Regions from separate parts of the Columba livia genome. Here region 2 is linked to region 1. A link is a contact called in public Hi-C data. All regions are on one chromosome and are shown on one strand. Each heading gives the region's core, a stretch centred on a gene start, on an enhancer-like site or on the middle of the called end of the contact. The rest is flanking DNA. Distances are from core to core; before and after follow the strand shown. Region 1 holds the start of DUSP5 (dual specificity phosphatase 5). Region 2 overlaps LOC110363304 (a long non-coding RNA gene).

What was found. Hi-C and Micro-C count contacts between places; a contact is called where the count stands out from the background.
Region 2: a Hi-C map of liver shows a contact between it and region 1, with 1.8 times the contacts expected there. The contact joins the enhancer-like site here to the promoter of DUSP5 in region 1. A contact is called at or near these places in 2 of 2 Hi-C or Micro-C datasets (crop and liver).

Annotation. Positions count from the first base shown.
Region 1 is chr6:11,123,979-11,126,678 of bColLiv1.pat.W.v2, reverse strand. DUSP5 (dual specificity phosphatase 5) reads left to right here and starts at 1,420. Exons shown (of 4, transcript XM_065067038.1): 1 at 1,420-2,001. The coding sequence starts at 1,605.
Region 2 is chr6:11,179,493-11,182,192 of bColLiv1.pat.W.v2, reverse strand. All of the region lies in intron 2 of LOC110363304 (a long non-coding RNA gene), which reads left to right. Among named protein-coding and RNA genes, the nearest start is that of SMNDC1, 53 kb to the left of the region's middle. Within about 2 kb of position 1,287, at least 1 of the 3 cell types and tissues checked has an H3K27ac peak away from gene starts, as active enhancers do.

The sequences.
Region 1 (2,700 bases), core at 171-2,670:
GGCTGCTGTGATGGTGGTGGCCAGGTGAAGACAACACCCACGCCAAGACGCTCTGCGAACATCTGCCCCTACCCACAATCTATTTCTATTTTTGTTCTGTCTCATACCCTGACTGACTCAGAGGAGGGGTCAGGTTAGAAGGAGCCAGCTGGGGGCTGCAGTGGGGTTGAAAGAGGAAGAGGAGGAGGTGCTTCGAAACCAGTAGTTGCTATTCTTTCGATCAGCTTGAACATTTTCCTCGCAGACTCTCTTTCATGCTTCTCTGTTTCAGCTGCAGGCAATTTGAGGCAGGGATGGCACTTCCTGCCTGCTGTTGAGGTGAACATACTTTCAGGGCCCCATCAGAATAAATGACACCCTGCTCTGAGACAGCACCACTGTAATCTGCCCCGGCTGTAATCCTGCTTTGGCTGGAGCTCATCCTTCTGCCTAACTTCTTCTAGGGATTTCCAGTTCTCTTTTTTAGTCAGTTTGCAAAACTCATCTACAAGGAAAGGGCAAGTGCCAAATTTCCTGATTCCTGTGCGTCTTAGTGTAGAGACTTCTAGACACAGGCTCAGACTGAGGTCTGTACTGTCTCACAGGTCCTCAAGGTATAGTTTTGCGGCTTAGAAATTTACCACAAGGAAAGGGACATAAGATCCCTCAAACAGCCATGCCAGCAGTTTTTCTGTCACAGGTAGCCCTCCCATCCACAACCCCCCCTCCATAGCATTCATTAATTCTGCAGAAATGGCACATCTTGCTTTTTCCCAGGCTGTTACTCCTTGTTTCCTCCTTTGCTGCCAGGCTGTGAACCTTGGGCCAGGTAACCACATCCCCAGAGATGTTCCCCAGGCAGTCCACACTTCTCACTCGGTTACCTTCTTGCCTTGATGCAAACTGCCGCCCAGGCAGGGGCCCCAGCTCTTTCCGAGGGGGTCTAGGAGCAGGCAGCTCCCATTCCCTGAGCAGCGGTGCACTCGCAGGCAGGCCTGCCTGTGCTTGGGCTTTGCTGGGGGCAAGGACATACACAATGAGAGTGGGAATAAGGGGAACTAAAAGCACCTTTGCAACCTGGTGTGAGAAGCCTGTCCAGTGCTGCCCTTCCTCCCCTTTCTCCACCCCCTTCCCTCCCCCGGCACGCTTCCCGGTTTTGACTGGGGGGAGAGGGGTGATGCTGGGATGAGCCTCAGGCCGATGACTGAAGAATTTTTGCGGCATTTTTCAGCTTCCTCTGCCTCCGAGCCTGACTAACACTGCCTGCGCGGCCGCAGCCCCCGCCTGATGCCGGGGAAGGAGGGAGGGGATCCCCGCCAGGGGGCGGTGCGCCTGGCGGCGCGGGGCGGGGGATGCCCATATTTGGAAGGCGGGAGCGTCACTCCCCTTATATGGGCAGTGTCGTCAGGGCCCAGCCTCCCATTCATATAAATGCCCAGTGGCGGCAGCCGGGATTCCCTGCCCGGGCTCGGCGCGGTACCGCGGTGTCTCCGCCTATCTCTCCTGCCGTCGCTGGCCGAAGCGCTGCGGCTCCCGCGCCAGCACCGGGACTCCCCAGCGCGCACCGTCCTTTTCCGCTCTCCCCGCTCCTGCCCCGGCTGCGGCGGGGCGCGACCCGCGGCGGCATGAAAGTCACATCCCTCGACTGCCGCCAGCTGAGGAAGCTCCTGCGGAAGGAGCCCTCCCGCTGCCTGGTGCTGGACTGCCGGCCGTACCTGTCCTACTCGGCCTCCTGCCTCCGCGGCTCGCTCAACGTCAACCTCAACTCGGTGGTGATGCGGCGGGCCCGCGGCGGGGCCGTGCCGCTCCACTTCGTGGTACCCGACGCGGCGGCCCGAGCCCGGCTGCTGCTGGGCGGCGGCGAGGGACCGGCGGCGCCCGGCCGCCTGGCAGCCGTGGTGGTGCTGGACCAGGGCACGGGGCACTGGCAGAAGCTGAAGAAGGACAGCACGGCCCAGATCGTCCTGAACGCTCTGCTCTCCAGCCTGCCGGAGGCCGGGGCCAGGGTCTGCTTTCTGAAAGGTGAGAGGGTCGGCGGGGAAAGCAGGGGGCGGGGGCTGGGGGCAGCGGCGTGGATTGACCCTCGAAACCTCTCCGGGTAACGGCGGCCTCGCCGTACTCCGGTCCCCTCTCCTCCACCGCCACCGTCCTACAGTTAGCCTGATTGTTGGTGCAGGGCAGGGAGGTAACGCCGGGATTTCGTTTCTTTTCCACCCACTAGAAGTAAATCCCGGATAGACTCTGAGGGCTGAGCTCAAATGCCTTTCCGCTCACCCCCGCCGCGCGTTTGAGGCTCACGAAAATCGAACAATATATAGGGAAGAAGAAAAATATTCGAACATTATCAGGAGGGGAGGGGGGCGAGAGGAATTGAGGCTGCTTGAAAAATAAACTCAGCCCCGCAGAAGCGAGGAGCGCTCCTTGCTCTCAGCCCGGTGACACGGGGCGACTCGTATTGGGTGCCCGAACCTGAGGGGTCGGTGCCCGCTCCTCCACCCAGGGCAGGGAGGTTTATCTCTCCATCGGGCAGATCGAGGCTGGAGGGGGAAACCCATAGCGGAAACGCGGGCGCTTCTTGGGGGACATAAATACCTTCTCCCCCACGTCTATTATAGCCCTTTGATTGCCGTTCTCTGTTTTCCTTTCGAGTAACCCGAGGATAATAAAACGATTAAAAAAACAAAACAAAACAGCCCGCCCTTTCTCTGTCCTCCCATCCCT
Region 2 (2,700 bases), core at 38-2,537, 56 kb before region 1:
TTGAGGAGCTTACAAACATCAGCACCCAGCAGCCCGGAAACCTTACAAGAGGAAAAAGCAATAATTTAACAGATCATTATCTGTATTCCATTACAGACATAAGGCCCATTTAGCTGGGCAGCATATGCACAAATTAGTAGCTGGCGGCCCTGGTCAAGGGTATGTTTGCTCAGTCACGTTCCCTTGCCAAGGCTTAAGTGATAGTGAGATGGTCCTTGCTAATGCATCTAAATGGCTTCAGGAACCCAGCAGCTTCCAGCTCTCCAGCGGGGCTGAGCTACCATCTGACTGTCTGCATCTGACCACGTAGATGTTTCCTGTGATATGGGACAGGTTGTGCTGGCATCTGTGTGTGTGCACAGGCTGCGGTCACTGCAGACAGAAATGACAAGCAAAGGGGTTTTTTTGGTAGGTTGGTTTGTCTGTTTGTTTTTAGTTTTTTGTTTTGTTTTGTTGAGAGGCAAAGGCTTGCACGTTCTCTCACTGTTGTCTCATTTCCCATTCATATCCATCAGTGAACATGGAGTCCTGAGCTATGCATCCAGCTCGTTGCCTGTATTGTGCCCATGCAAACATATAATACTCAACATATTTCTAGTGAAAGGAGAGGCAGGTCACAGAAAACCTGTTGGGTCAGTTGTCTCTTGCTAAAAATCTTGTGAAATAGAGATCTAAAAAAAGTTTCAGTGACCCAAAACTTGCCTGTTTTTTTTCCAGCTACATTCACTGACCACAACAAAAGCTTGTTACTTCTCTCCAAAATCTGACTTCCCAAGGGATAGAGGAAGAGTTCTGCTCCTCTAAACGGCACCCACCAAAGCCCACATCAAAGAAAGGACATTTTGAAGGGTGGCAGTAGGAAACACTGAGCAGAATTATTTCAATTTTACCCCCCTCTGTGGCCTGGGATGGGACTGTTTGCCTTCATAATGCTTGAAGGTTAGTGCTGGTGCCTTTTCTTTCAAGATCCAAGTGAGAAGCATTTCTTTCCACCAGAAGCCTGGAGAAGTGACTCCGGTAAGAAGCTGTTGCATGCTGGGCTCTTCTCAAGAGGGGAGATGCCTTTCTAGAGCCCTGCTTCATCTGCCTGAGGGTTGTCCTGACCGCCAGGCCTAGAGTCTGCTTTGTGCAAGAAAGGAGTGTGCAAAACATTGTCTTGATCCATCTTGTTGGAAATGTGTCAAGCTGCATAAACTAATTCACTGCCAAGCCAGAGATCTGCTTCTGCAGCCTGCTAGCGCAGAGCCTTATGTGAGGGACAGTGACTGCTTCAGGCCCTTAAGCAGGGCTGAGACAAGTGGTGGGGCTGGGGAATAAGATCAGATTTTATCCCAGGTCCATATTGCGAATCCTGGGGTTCTTGTATTTGGCCCAGCTGTGTCTCTGCTGAAGTAGAGATGGGATAAAAACGAAAGGCAAGAAGAGTTGTGAGGGGAGCCTACCACCTCAGCAATAGAAATGACAATAAACAATGGTTATTTCTTCCTTGTTACAGGTTTTGCAGGATGTCCTAATTACCTTGACATTATTAGTGCGGAAGTTGTGCTCTATCCACCCACTAAGTACAGGAAACATGCCCAGTATGTAATTCTATCCTTCACCTCACATGCCTCCGATGGGCTGGAGTCTGAAAGGAAACTGAATAGCCCAGAAAGCTTAACTAGAGACACAAAGAAATTAACCCTTTCATTTTCACTTACTGCCTATTATTTTTTGAAAGCAGAGTTGGTGGGTAGAGCACAGGACAGTGCCACAGAGAGGTTATTTACTTCCAGGCTTAGAGAAGTTTTGAGTATTAGATCTGCAGGTTTCAAGCAATCACCAGGGATGCTGTTGTACAGCCTGTCTCCTTCAGATATACTCAGTAAGCATGTGGAAATTCATTATGGCTTACTTGTTACTGGGTATTTATTATCCTGTCACTCAGGTTGAAATGAAGGATGGAGGCTCATTGTGTCAAACTACAAAACTGGGAACAGAGACACTGCACAGAGCAAGGAGTTTGCAGTCTAATACGTGACATGTAGCATATGGAAGAAAAAAAGCTACAGAAGAGGGGTCCATGATCACACAGCTTCAGGCTTGTCTTTATTTCCTAAATACACAAATTTGCAAGAAATATTAACAGTCAAAAGAGGCCTTGCTATTGTGGACTGATTGTTTCCTCTCCCTGCCCTGCTTGGAGTGGGTGTCCAGCAGAGCAGCAGCTCATGGAGCAGGGATGCTCTTCTTGTTATACTGAAGGGACGGGTACAAACTCAGAGGTATTTGCACAGTGAAAAGGTGGTGGAGTCTGGGCAGCTGGTAAAAGAGCCGACACAGACTGGAAAGGGAATATGGAGGGGCATGGTACAAAAGCAGATGAATTGTGTAGGTGCAGATGTGATGTTTGAGCTTTGGAAAGGGAAGCAATAGGAAGATATTCATTTAAGAAAGGGAGGTGACTGCACCTCGGCAAGTAGGGAAGCTGTAAGTTAAATACACCAGTCGAGTTGGCTAGTGTGCATTTCAAATGCTGCTCTAATTTGTAGCTGTAGGACCACAAGGATTAAATGGAGATAATCCCTTTAGAATGGTTTAATCAGTACAGGTGAGTCAGTTAGCATCTGGATTGTGTAAGTGTAGAAATAATTGTTTAAGTAAGTCATAGCAAAGATATAGAAAGAAATACTGGAGAGTGAAGCAAGATATACTCACAGA